Linked DNA regions of Mus musculus: all the other regions are linked to region 2. Evidence: chromatin contacts called from public Hi-C and HiChIP or PLAC-seq data. All regions are on one chromosome and are shown on one strand. Each heading gives the region's core, a stretch centred on a gene start, on an enhancer-like site or on the middle of the called end of the contact. The rest is flanking DNA. Distances are from core to core; before and after follow the strand shown. Region 1 overlaps Gm39496 (a long non-coding RNA gene). Region 2 has its middle 42 kb from the start of Gm26314. Region 3 has its middle 83 kb from the start of Gm46687.

Region 1 (3,887 bases), core at 1,165-3,664, 310 kb after region 2:
TTCCTTCCTTTCTCCTTTTCTTCTTTACCCGTTTCTTCCTTACCCTTTTCTCTTTTCTTCCTCATCTTCCTCTCCCCTTCTCTCTCCTCTTCCTTATTAACTTGGTGAACGACACCTTATGACTGAGGAAATCAGGGTTTAACTACCAAGGGAACAAGTGAATATTTAGACAGCTTTCTTTTCCAATCCTTCTCCAGCTCCCTGATATAGCAGTATGGAAGTCCTCTTTTTAAAGGAAGACATCTCCTCTCTGGATCCCTACATCCCTTAACAGAGGGTAGCATTGTTTTTGCCTGGAGCTCCACATTTCTTTTGGGTTAAGGTTCCTTTATACATCAGATGCTCAGTAAATCTGTAGTCAATGAATTCATAATGAAGTATGAATGCCCTTGGCCTAAATAGGGAAATAGGGGCATGGCTGTGGTCTATCAGACATTTTTAGGGTTGCTGCCCCACCACCCAGACTATTGAATATAGGCAACCAGCCACGAGAGAAGGGGGTATCATTACCCTAAAAGAATTTTATGGTTTGGCTTTGCTCTGTATATGTCTATTTGGTGCTCAGAGGAACCTTCTGCCAGGAGATGACAGAAACCCAAGAGGATGAGTGTAAGTAACCATGTCTCCTGGGGACTAAGATTGGGATCAGCTCTTGTCCTACCTCCCTCACTTCATGGGCCAAAGGAGGTCAAGTATTTAAATCCAAACTAAAGGCTAGGAAAATGAACTGTGCCCCTTAAGGAGAAGGGCTACGAAGTCCCATTGCAAAAAGTATGACTACAGGAAGGAGTGAAGCATGCGGGCTGGTAAGGAAATCTATCTGTAGTCACCTGTGTTCTGTTGCTATAATGAAATACCTCAGGCAGGCCAACTTTACAAACAGAGGAGGTCTACTCTGTTCAAAGTTTTGGGAATGGAAGGGCACAGTACTAACATCAGATTGGCTATGGTGAAGATCTCATGGTATCCTGGTGGGAATAGGTAAGGGAGGAAAAGACCACATTGTTTTTTATTTTCTTTTGGAGACAGAGTCTCTCTACATAGACCCCCAGGTGTCCTGAAACTTACTGGTTTGAAACTCAAAAGATCTACCTGCTTCTGCCCCCCCCCCCAAAGTGATAAGATTAAAGGCATGCACCACCATGCCCAGAAAAAATGGGTCCCCATTCAGGGGTTGTTAGACTTACATCACTCATCCTTGAGAGAGCGCTAGGATCCCATGCACAGCACCTTAACCTCTTTGGAAAGCAGTGCTGCCCATGACTTTAGCACGTTTTACTTGGTTCCACCTCTTAAAGGTTCCATCACCCCCACATTGCTACAGTGGAGACAAAGATTCTAACACTCGAAACCTCGTAGACATACTAAAAAGGTGCACAAAACATGGAACTGGTCCATGGCACAATGTTTTCCTGTTTGATTGCCTAGCTTACAGTCCCAGGAATGAGCTTGAGGAGGGCACCAGCACCAAGGAAAGGGGAACACTGACACATACCTGGCACACTGTTATTGGGGCAGCCTTAGAATTCGAACTCAGGCTCCCGGACCCAGGACAATTCTGATGCATCTGGTTTGCCTTGCCTCTACAAGTTCATCACACGCTAAGGCAGCTTGTCAAACGCAGACAAGTCCTGTGGCTATTTTTTTCCTGCTGACTTTTCACCAGGGGTATGGCAGCCAAACAGAGCTGGTGTCACAGGCTTGACGGGTGTCAAACCTTGTGTGTGAAGAACGTCCCCGTTATCCTGTCTCCCGCATCCCCCAAACACTTATCTCATTATTGAAGCAGGGGGGGCAGGAGAACCAGGAGGGGAGGCAGGCATCTCAGGAGTGTTTATTCTCTTCAGGAGCGAGGCTTTCTCCTAATTAGTAGGTGATTCTGTGAGATGGAGCCCAGGTGGGGAATGAACGTGGGGTCTGGAGTGGTGCTCCAGCCGTCCCTGATTACCCAAATCCCCAGCTGGGGTGAGGACCCCTCATGTGGGGTGGGAAAGCGGGGGAATATTAGTTTCCGATACAACGAGAGACAAGAGAATAATTCTACGAGGCCGTGTAGAACAAGCAGAGAGAGAAAAGCTCTTTGAGTGCAACAAGGAGCGGGGTTTTAAAATTTCATTTGCACAGCGGCAGGTCTTGCCAATTGGATCCTTTCCAGAAAGCAATCTGCTAAGTCTGACAGTCGGAAGAAATGCCGGGCTGCTGAGCGAGGAGAGGCTGTTTTTTTTTTTTTTTTAAGGGTTTATTTTTCATCCAGGTCCTTTGTGAGCAATGGCTTTTTTTTTTTTTATTCCATTTTAAAAGAAAAAGACACGCAGCGATCCTCTTTGTGAGGCGGGAAAGGGCTTCCCTGACCATCTGGGCCTCAGAGGGACTCGGGGAGAGGCGGCCTTTTGTGTTGGGGCATTCAATGCCCGTGCGACCGCCGTTTATCTTTGCTGCCACTCACACCAGGCTGGCCTCGCTGCCGGCTGGCCGGGGGCACACGAAGCAGCTTGGAGCAGTCCTCTAGGTCCTTATCTGTGTCACGGGCAGGAGGTCGGGGGCTAGGGAGGGGGGCTCTCTGAGCCCACCCAGAGGTCCATTGTGTTGGCCGCTCAAAGCTACAGATCAGCTCCGCAGACATCTCTGCCCAGCCCTATTCTTCAGAGCATAGTGCTCTCTCTCTCTCTCTCTCTCTCTCTCTCTCTCTCTTTCTCTCTCTCTCTAACTTGAATCCATTCCTCATTCCTTTTCTGCCAGCAGAACCGGAGACTTTAGGGTAAATATGGATTCTAAGCTGAGGTCAGCTATTAGGAGAGCATTTCTGCACATGTGCATGTACACACACACACGCACACACATACACACACACACACACACACACACACACTCCCAGCCTTGTCTGTCAGCCAGGCTCTAAAGCCTGAGCAATCTTTTTATAGAAATGCTGAGGTGACGAGGTTGTCTTGCAGTGGTGGGTCCTTGCCCAAACAAGTACTAGGGATAATGGTTTGGGCTTCAGAACGTTGCACTCTGGCAATGCTGGGCAAGGGTATGCCTCCCTCTGTGCCCCCCCCGCCCCCGCCCCCGCCCCTGCCTCGAGAGCACAGAAGGCTGTTTTGGAGGCAGACTAGACAGTGAGGGTATTTTAACCATGAAAGGGGATGGGGCTACTTATAGGCTCATTTGGAGTGTTGCTTTTACAGACTAGGGAGGACACTATCATCTATGGCCTTTGGTCTTCCCCCCAAACCCTGAGATATAGGCAGGTTGCACATCCATCCCATGTCCTTGATGAGTAAACTGAGGCAGAGAGGAGTCTTGCCAGTCTGATTATTCAGTAGGAAAATATGACACAAGTGTGAAGTCCACTGTATTTCTATTTCAGTCCACACAATTCCAGGTAATGTGATTTATGTCTTTGCGCATAGCAATTTACAATCTCCAAATGTGATGGTTTAAAACAAAAGTGACCAATGCGTGGTCACCAAACCTTGTTGAGATGGGTTAAGTAGCTTTGTACCAAAAGAGCAAGGCCTTGAGATCTCATGTCTCCTGGTGGTGATGGCTCCTTATGACTTCATGAGGCTAAGCTAGATGGAAGACAGGACTGTTAGCATGAGGCTGGAATGGTGGGGGGTGAAGTAGCCTTTTCTTTTTTGCTGCCATGATGCTATAGCAATAAAGGTAAAGATGGGTGGACAGCGCGAGAGTGGAGGGGCACTCAACACCAGGAGTCTCAGTTTTGTGAGCCATGGGTCTTAGAAGACCGGGCCATCTAAGCCAGTCTCCGCCAAGACATGGGCCTCTGTCAGAAGCTTTTGGATTGGGACAGATAGCCAACTTGTGGCTGTCCTATACACCAAAGAGTGAGGTATTGTGAGCCAGCAGGGGTATGGAGTCTAGCT
Region 2 (3,666 bases), core at 1,149-3,648:
TCACAAAGCTACAGAGACAGACGTAGTAAGTCCTGGAGGACTCTAGGGGTCTCCTGGTCCATCCCATCCACCTCTGTGTGCCTTGATACTGTCTTTAGGACACTGTCATCTCAACCAGCCCCTAGTGAGTCACCACAAGGGATCAAGAGCCTGAATTTTGTGGTCACACATAGTTAGGCCCGAGTTTGTGTCCATCAAGGCCTAGTTGCAAGGTCTTGTGCAAGTCACTTGGTCTTTAACACCCTCCCCCATTCTCATCTGGTAGCTTTGCGGGGGATGAGACAGTGTGTGGCTGAGAGGGCTTCAGAGTGGATTCACTATGGTGAAAGGAGTCGGTTTCTCTGCCTGTGTCAGTTGGATCCTCCAGGAATTAGATGAAAGGAGGTCCCAGGGACATAGGTGGGAAATACCAGGAGAGCTTAGCCAGTGAAGAAATGGCTAGCCACAAAGGACAGCGCTCCCTACATGCAGTGGGGAGGCTTGGCCTAAAGGCTGAGACAAAGCCTTTAGGCTCTAGAGCTGGAAGTTGTCAGCTACTTGGCCTTTCTCATGGGAAGCTCTCTCTGGATGGTCTGAGGAGGGGGCCTCTGTGGCTGATTCAGCCCTTCTGAATCCCTCCTTATGGAGTTCTCCTTGAAAGTCAGCATGTGTGCTGCTGTGGAGTGACTGCTGATCCGTGATTCGTGCTTCGTGATTCCTCCCTGGCATACAAGCGCTACAGCTCCAATTTCAGAGAACTTGCCAGAATGGCCCCTCTGCTTTCCAAGCCTACTCCACGGCAGGCTGCGCCACCCAAGTTCAAGTTGAGGTGAAAAAGACGTCCCCATTCAGGGGATAGTGGCAACGTTCTGGAAAAGCAGAGACCCAAGAGACACTGCTGTGCCTGTATTCTGGGAAAAGCAATGTGCTACCAGGAAGCAAAGGAAGAAGTTAGGCCAGTTCAGACTCCTTCTGTCTGTTGATGCAACTAAAACTTTATTGAGTGCCTACTGTGTTCCAGGCTGCCTTAAACACTGAGGATAGAGGATAGATACAAATCCTATACGTTGTAGAGATTATGTAGTATCAGGGAGAAGACTGGCAATACACAATCAAGTAAGTGCTTATTGTGCCAGGAAGTAACTGGTGTGAATGAATGGGTGAAGAAGTGATGGAGGGATCCCCTCCCCGCCACGCCACCCCCCCCCCGCCCCCCCGCTGTCCGTATCTGGAAAGGTCTGTAAACTGCTGGGAAGAGTAAGCAGGCTTAGCTATTAAAACTGTACCCCAGGGATCTAGCTTGTGGGTCTGGGTGAGCTTCTGCTAGGTGTAGAATAGAAGGCTTGTTTCCCAGGCTGAGTCCTTGGCCAAGGTCACCAGCTTGTTAGTGTCAGTATGGGAACAGGACCTGCAAAACCACAAGTTTGTTTGATCCTTCACCTCCCAAAGACCTGTCTGGCCTCTGCCCCTCCACAAAGCTGAAGGGTTCGAATTAGAGTGGGTTTGAGTTTTGGTGCCCGAGAGGGCCCAGGAAGGAAAGAACTTGGGGATGTGATTGGACTCAAGGAAACTCTTCCTGGACCAGTCTGCCCAAGCACTCAGAGGCAGCTCTGTTTCTGGCTTTCCTCCAGGTCTAGGACTGGAGGTGGAGGTGTGGTGACCAAGAGGGGATGAAGGGGGTGGTAATCTAGGGCCAGTAGGCTCCCTACATTATCCCTCTAGTCCTCCCTGGCTGCTAAGCTGGCAGGCGCATGGGAGGGCAGAAGAGGATAGTGTCCAGGAAGGTGGAGGACACTCAAGTGGCGATTGAAGAAAGGCAGAAGAGTGCATGGAGAGGGGAGCTGGGGCTCCGGGTCCCGGAAGGGGCAAGGGAATGGAATGTTCAGAGGTGGCGGGTGGTGGGTGAGGGCATTTGGGGAGTTAGTTTCGAGACAGGGAGCAAGGCCGAGGCGGCTCAAGGTGAGGGGGCGGGAGATTGGGGGGCCCCTGCAGCATCTCGGACCACAAAGGGCCGGGGAGCTCAGGCCCGCGGTGTTAGCAAGCCGTATCGATCGAGGGGCGGGCGCAGCGAGCGCGCCGAGAGCGGCTCCATCCATTAGGGCCGCTGTTCGCCTCCAATTAGAAAAAAAAAATCATTACTCAGCAGCCAGCAGCGGCCTGCGCGCCGCCCGGGACCGCCCGCGAGCGAGCCAGCCAGCGAGGGAGCGGCGGCCTCCCCCGCCCGCGCTCCCCACCCCCCTCCCCCGGCGCCCCGCCTTCCGCGGCCCTAATGACAACTATTAGAACTGCCTCCCCGCACCCACCGCCTGGCGAGCACAAAAGCGCCAGATTCATTTGGTAATCGGGGTAATTACAGCGGGGCGCGGGGGCGCACGCGGCGATGGCGGGCGCGCTGGCGGAATGCTAAGGGGCCCGGCGCGTCGCCCGTCCCCACCCCGCAGCCCTCCCTGACTGGCCTGGAGCCCCGGCAGCTCTCGGTGCCACAACTATCAGAGCCCGAGCCCTTTTCCCGCTGCAGTCGCCGGAAGGGGGGTTCCGATCGGCAGACAACGCAGAGCTGTCACCCCCCTCCTTCCCCAGTCCCCCGCAGTCCCCGGCTGCCCTCGCCAGCGGTTTCCACCGCAAGGCCTGCGGCGTCCGGGACAAGATTTGCTGTGTCCAGAAGTCGGAGAACCCCTCCGAGGTCCGGACGCATAATAAATACCATGTGTAATGTATTTACTCTGTTGCCCCCAGTTAATTTACACCCTAGCGCTGCGCCGTCCCGCCCCCGCGCGCACCAGCCTGCCGTTTCTATTTACAGGCGCGAGGCGCTGTACCTCGAGAAGGCTGCCCCCCCCCCCTTTGAGAGCTTTAGGATGGATGCAACGTGTCGTTAAACCTGAAAGGAGCTGTTACTTATCAGTAATGGTGTTTTCCTCAGGCCTTTCCCCTCACCTGCACAGAGACAGGTACCACCTGGGTGGTGCACCAGGACTAGGGTGCCCTAAGGCCCTGGTGGATGTGTCTGTTGGGGGAAGAGGGAGTAAGCATTATGTGGCTCTAGCAGAAGGTAGCTGAGGCATTTTCGAGGGGGGCCCACCCCAGAACTGCAGGGACCTGACTCCTCAGAACAGCCCAGGCAAGAGGCTGCGCCCGGAGGGGACATGTTCCTCCTCCAAAACTGCCTAGAGCAGCAGCTCCTTAGGCTGCCTCTTGGACAATCCCCTCCAGAGGTACGGTTCTTGCAGTAGCAATTGCCTTATCTGGGGTGATTTTCCATCCACCCTTTCTGGGCAGCTGGACCAATCTTCACATACAGGACTTATCTTGTGGAGAAGCAGGGCTCTGTGCTGGAGGCAGGCCTATCGAATGGAATGTTCACTGGGCCTTGTGTGTGTTCTTAATGACCCATAACAACTCTCAGAGGTGAAAAACAAACCCTTACACCCCTTTAACCCTTTCTGTGCCCGTCCCGTTGTGGTCTAGGAGACTTCTCGGTCTTGCTATGGTGTCTTCTACCCCACCGGCTTCTCAAACATTAGTTTGGCTTCTCATTGGTGGAGGTGGTGGTGGTGGTGTGTGTATATGTGTTAGAACTGTGCAAGACCCTGAAGTAGGGAGCTGCAACCCCTGGAAGTAGCATCAAAATTCTGAGTAGGTACACAATTTTCCAAAAGGAGGATTCTTAAAGGGGATCTGAGGCAG
Region 3 (3,904 bases), core at 828-3,327, 370 kb before region 2:
AACAGACAGACAGACAGACGGATAGATGGATAGATAGATAGATAGATAGATAGATAGATAGATAGATAGATAGATAAAATAAAGAGCTACTTAGGAAGATAGCCAACATTAATTTAGGGCTTTTATACATATGCTTCCAAGAGTGTGTGTACCTGCACATATACACATGACCACACATTTGACAATATGCATACATGTCATGTATACCACAGACACACACACACAAGAAATAAAAATATAAAGGTTGTGAAGTGAATGGTGATGGGGTGGGAGGTGGACCCTAATTCAGTTTAAGTAGAATGCTTATAAGAGGAAGGAATTTAGGCACACGGAGACACTAAGAGATGCTGTGTAGCCGGGCGTGGTGACGCACGCCTATAATCCCAGCACTTAGGAGGCAGAGTCAGACAGATTTCTGAGTTCAAGGCCAGCCTGGTCTACAGAGTGAGTTCCAGGACAGCCAGGGCTATACAGAGAAACCCTGTTTCAAAAAAACAAACAAACAACAGAGAGAGAGAGAAAGAGAGAGAGAGAGAGAGAGAGAGAGAGAGAGAGAGAGAGAGAGAGATGCTGTGCCCAGAAGAAAGAACACCTAAGGGCCCAGAGAAAAAGTGTCCCATCATATGTAAGACCTCAGGAGGACCCAACATAAGCAGATGTATGCCCTTTAAGCCCCCCCTGTTCTAGTCACTATTCTATTGCTGTAAGAAGACACTATGACCAAGACAACTTTCATAAAAGGGGGCTTGCTTACAGCTTCAATGATAGTCCAGTATCATTATGCCTGGGGGAGCATGATGTTGAGACAGTAGCTGAAAACTACATCCTTGACTATAGGGTGAGAGCTAGTGAGAGGGAGGGGGTGGAGAGAAGGAGAAAAGGTGTTGGCCCAAGATGAAGTACAAGACAACTGGGCTAAATTCAGCAGACCCCACCTCTATCCCCACCCCAACTACTTCCACAGCCAGCAACAAGAAATCTAAGGCTGAGTTTGGCTGTGCTGAAAACTTCTGATTTGCACCATTATTGCCATAATAGGTGACCAGTCTGGTAAGTACTATAAAGTAAGAGAATACCGTGTAGACAAATCTAGGCTAAATTGTATCTCACTAAAGATTTAGGAGAGAAGTATTACTTTTTCCCGGCCCCCTTATGGCAAACAAACACACACACACACACAAACAGGGCAGGCAGGCATAAATTCTTTTGATTATCCAATGTAAGGAACAAGACAGGGAGGGGAAGCTTTCCCCAAACACATAGCGAAGATTTCCCTCTCTCTCCAGACAATCAGTGCAATTCCTCAGGAGTCAGCAATGTGCTAAGCACTGCTGGGTTCCCAGGAAGTGAGGTTTGTACCCACAGAGTCACCGAAGGACCAGGAAGCACATGAGGTCACAAGCTAAGAATTTCTTCAGGACCTGAAAGGATCGTGAGCAATTATGTAATTATGAGGCTAATTAGAAGTCCTGGCCCACATAGCAGCCATGACAGGTATGAGTTTCTACAGATTTCCCAACTGCAATGTCTCCGAGCTTGTGTGGCCCTGACATGTCCAGTTTCTGATTTCTAACTCCAGGAATCCGATCCGAGTGTTGGAAGCGTGCCTTCCGCCCCACAGAGTTCAAACCTAGTAGCAGCATTTAACCATTCTTAGTTTTCTGATAACCTGCCAGGAGGCAAGATTTATAATCAACCGCATGGTATTTTGAACATTAGTTGAAATTACACTTGATATGGGCTCCAGATCATGTTTCATTCAGGCGGGCTCCCCCAGTTCCATTGCATCTAGAAGCAAAGGTCATGACCTCTTTCGAAAAGGGCTCAACGGAAGGGAAAATAGCAAGTCTCCCTGTTGAAGTAAAAGAATTTGGTTCATAAAATCAAACTCCAGCGACAGAAGGCAAAAGGAGTTTCCGCTGTTTGAAAAGGGGCTTTCTCAGCACAAGCCTGGAAAAAAAAATGTTGATGATTTATGCAAATGAGAAAGGAAATGTGCCCCGAGGGATCTTGGCATAGAAGCTCAAGTCGGAAACCTGGTTCCGAGGCTGGCTGTGTGTCTGATTCACTTGGGGACTGGGGCTGAGCCATTTAACCTCTCTGCTTCAGAGTCCCCTCATCCATAAATGCAGCCTAACAACGCTGTTCTTCTTGCCCCTGAAGGGGAGGCAGTAAAAATGAATGAAATGTCGGGGAATTACATCTAACAGCCATCGATTAGAAATAGAGCATATGGTCTTAATGACTGCTTGTTTCTGCCACAAATTCAACTCCGTCTTGGGCTAGCTCTGGGGGCCACTCCCCACATGGCAGAGGTCCTGAAGGCAGTGAGTGTTCTGCCCACTCCAGGGGTGTATAATGAGTCCCTGGTCCTTGGCTGCCCCCTCCCCCACAACTTCCATAATGGAACCACACTGCCCAAATCTGCCCAGTCAGTGGGGATTTAAAATATTCCATCCCATGTGTTAAAGCATGTGTCAGATCACGTGTCCTGATCATTGCTTCAGAAAATATTGTCACTCACACACCTTCACAGGAAAGGAAGCACCTGCTTGCTGCCTAAAGTCCTTGGGAATGGTTGGAAATAGGCAATAAAGCTGGAGAGACCCATTGATTGATTGAGAACTAGGTAAAGAAAGATGAAGCTGTATATGGGGTGGTGGCGTGAGTTATCTACTTATAAAGCACCAATGTTTATGCCAGCAACTGAATTAAACTCTGAGGGTTCCCTGTGCAAAGGGGATAGGGGATGGGGGTGAGGACAAAAAGGACAACATTCCTGGCCTTGGTGGCTTGCAGTCCAGTAGGGGACAGACAGGTTACCAAGGCAGCAGCCTGCTTTTGTGCTGTAATGAGAACAAGGACAGCTTGTGGGATTCAGGAATGGTTCCCAGGTCATAGTGCTGTAACTGAGAATTAAAGGATGACCAGAAGCCAAGGTACTAAGAAGGGCAGACATTCAGAGCAGACAGAAGATAGAGGAAGGGCTGGGGATGTAGCTCCGTTAGCAGAGTACTGGCCCAGCATGTATGAAGATGTCCTGGGTTCAATTCTCAACACTGCATAAACTGCGAATGGTGATTTCAGCACTCACAGCGGGAGTACGAATTCAAGGTTATTTTTGGCTAGACAGTGAATTTGAGGTCAGCCTCAGCTACATGAGGCCCTGTCATAAATAAATAAGCCAGGATTAAGAAGATGGCTTGGCCCTGGTGGCAGGAGCAAGGGTGAACTGGCCCCACCACTACTTTGTTGTACAGTGGCATGGGCAAGGGAGAGATGTCCTCCCTTTACCTTGCCCCTTATCATCTTCAGCAGGCAAAAGAGCTGGCCCTGGGGTCATGAGAGCAGGAGAGCTGGTCTTACCCTTCACTGGCTGCAACGCTTGGGAGAGCAGGTCCTGTACCTTGCCTGGGCAGCCCAGTAGAGCTGGCTCTGATGGCAAAGGCAAGGGTGAACCTCCCCAAGGGTCTGAGATTGGGAGAGCTTGCCCTGCCACTTGCCAGCTCCAGCATTGGGTGAGATAGCCAGGGCAGCACTGGAGAGCTTACACTTGTAGACTGGGTACAGGAAAGCTTGCAGGCTGACCAACTCAGCTACCACCCAGGCCCAGATCCAGGGCTCTGAGTTGGCCCACTCCAACATCACAGAAGGGATCATCTGTGAACTGCTGGAGTTCATGAAGGACTTGGTCCTGCAGATTCAATGGTACAGAATCTCATGACACAGGGCAACAACAGGATGATAACTGAGAGGAGTCCAGGTGAGGATCCAGTATTGATGATGTTGCAGAAGCTGGGAGGCCTTGAACCAGACCAAAGCCTCATTGCAGTGAACATCTGCAAGTGAAGATGTGGGGGCAAAAGGGTATATATACACTGGGACACAGTACAACTTCCACAAA

What was found. Hi-C and Micro-C count contacts between places; a contact is called where the count stands out from the background. HiChIP or PLAC-seq counts read pairs in DNA pulled down with a chosen protein or histone mark.
Region 1: a Hi-C map of neural progenitor cells shows a contact between it and region 2, with 2.5 times the contacts expected there. The contact joins two enhancer-like sites. A contact is called at or near these places in 3 of 484 Hi-C or Micro-C datasets (the HL-1 cell line, muscle stem cells and neural progenitor cells).
Region 3: a contact with region 2 is called in an H3K4me3 HiChIP or PLAC-seq map of stem cell-derived neural progenitor cells, with 2.4 times the contacts expected there. The contact joins two enhancer-like sites. A contact is called at or near these places in 3 of 115 datasets of contacts at active chromatin or transcription factors (embryonic stem cells, large pre-B cells and stem cell-derived neural progenitor cells).

What each region holds. Positions count from the first base shown.
Region 1 is chrX:11,492,683-11,496,569 of GRCm38.p6, reverse strand. The region is part of intron 5 of Gm39496 (a long non-coding RNA gene); the gene reads left to right. Among named protein-coding and RNA genes, the nearest start is that of Gm39496, 31 kb to the left of the region's middle. Within about 2 kb of position 2,414, at least 48 of the 459 cell types and tissues checked have an H3K27ac peak or open chromatin away from gene starts, as enhancers often do. A contact at or near this core is called in neural progenitor cells, where this site is marked.
Region 2 is chrX:11,806,178-11,809,843 of GRCm38.p6, reverse strand. No RefSeq gene overlaps it. Among named protein-coding and RNA genes, the nearest start is that of Gm26314, 42 kb to the left of the region's middle. Within about 2 kb of position 2,398, at least 113 of the 459 cell types and tissues checked have an H3K27ac peak or open chromatin away from gene starts, as enhancers often do. A contact at or near this core is called in neural progenitor cells and stem cell-derived neural progenitor cells, where this site is marked.
Region 3 is chrX:12,173,449-12,177,352 of GRCm38.p6, reverse strand. No RefSeq gene overlaps it. Among named protein-coding and RNA genes, the nearest start is that of Gm46687, 83 kb to the right of the region's middle. Within about 2 kb of position 2,077, at least 9 of the 459 cell types and tissues checked have an H3K27ac peak or open chromatin away from gene starts, as enhancers often do. A contact at or near this core is called in stem cell-derived neural progenitor cells, where this site is marked.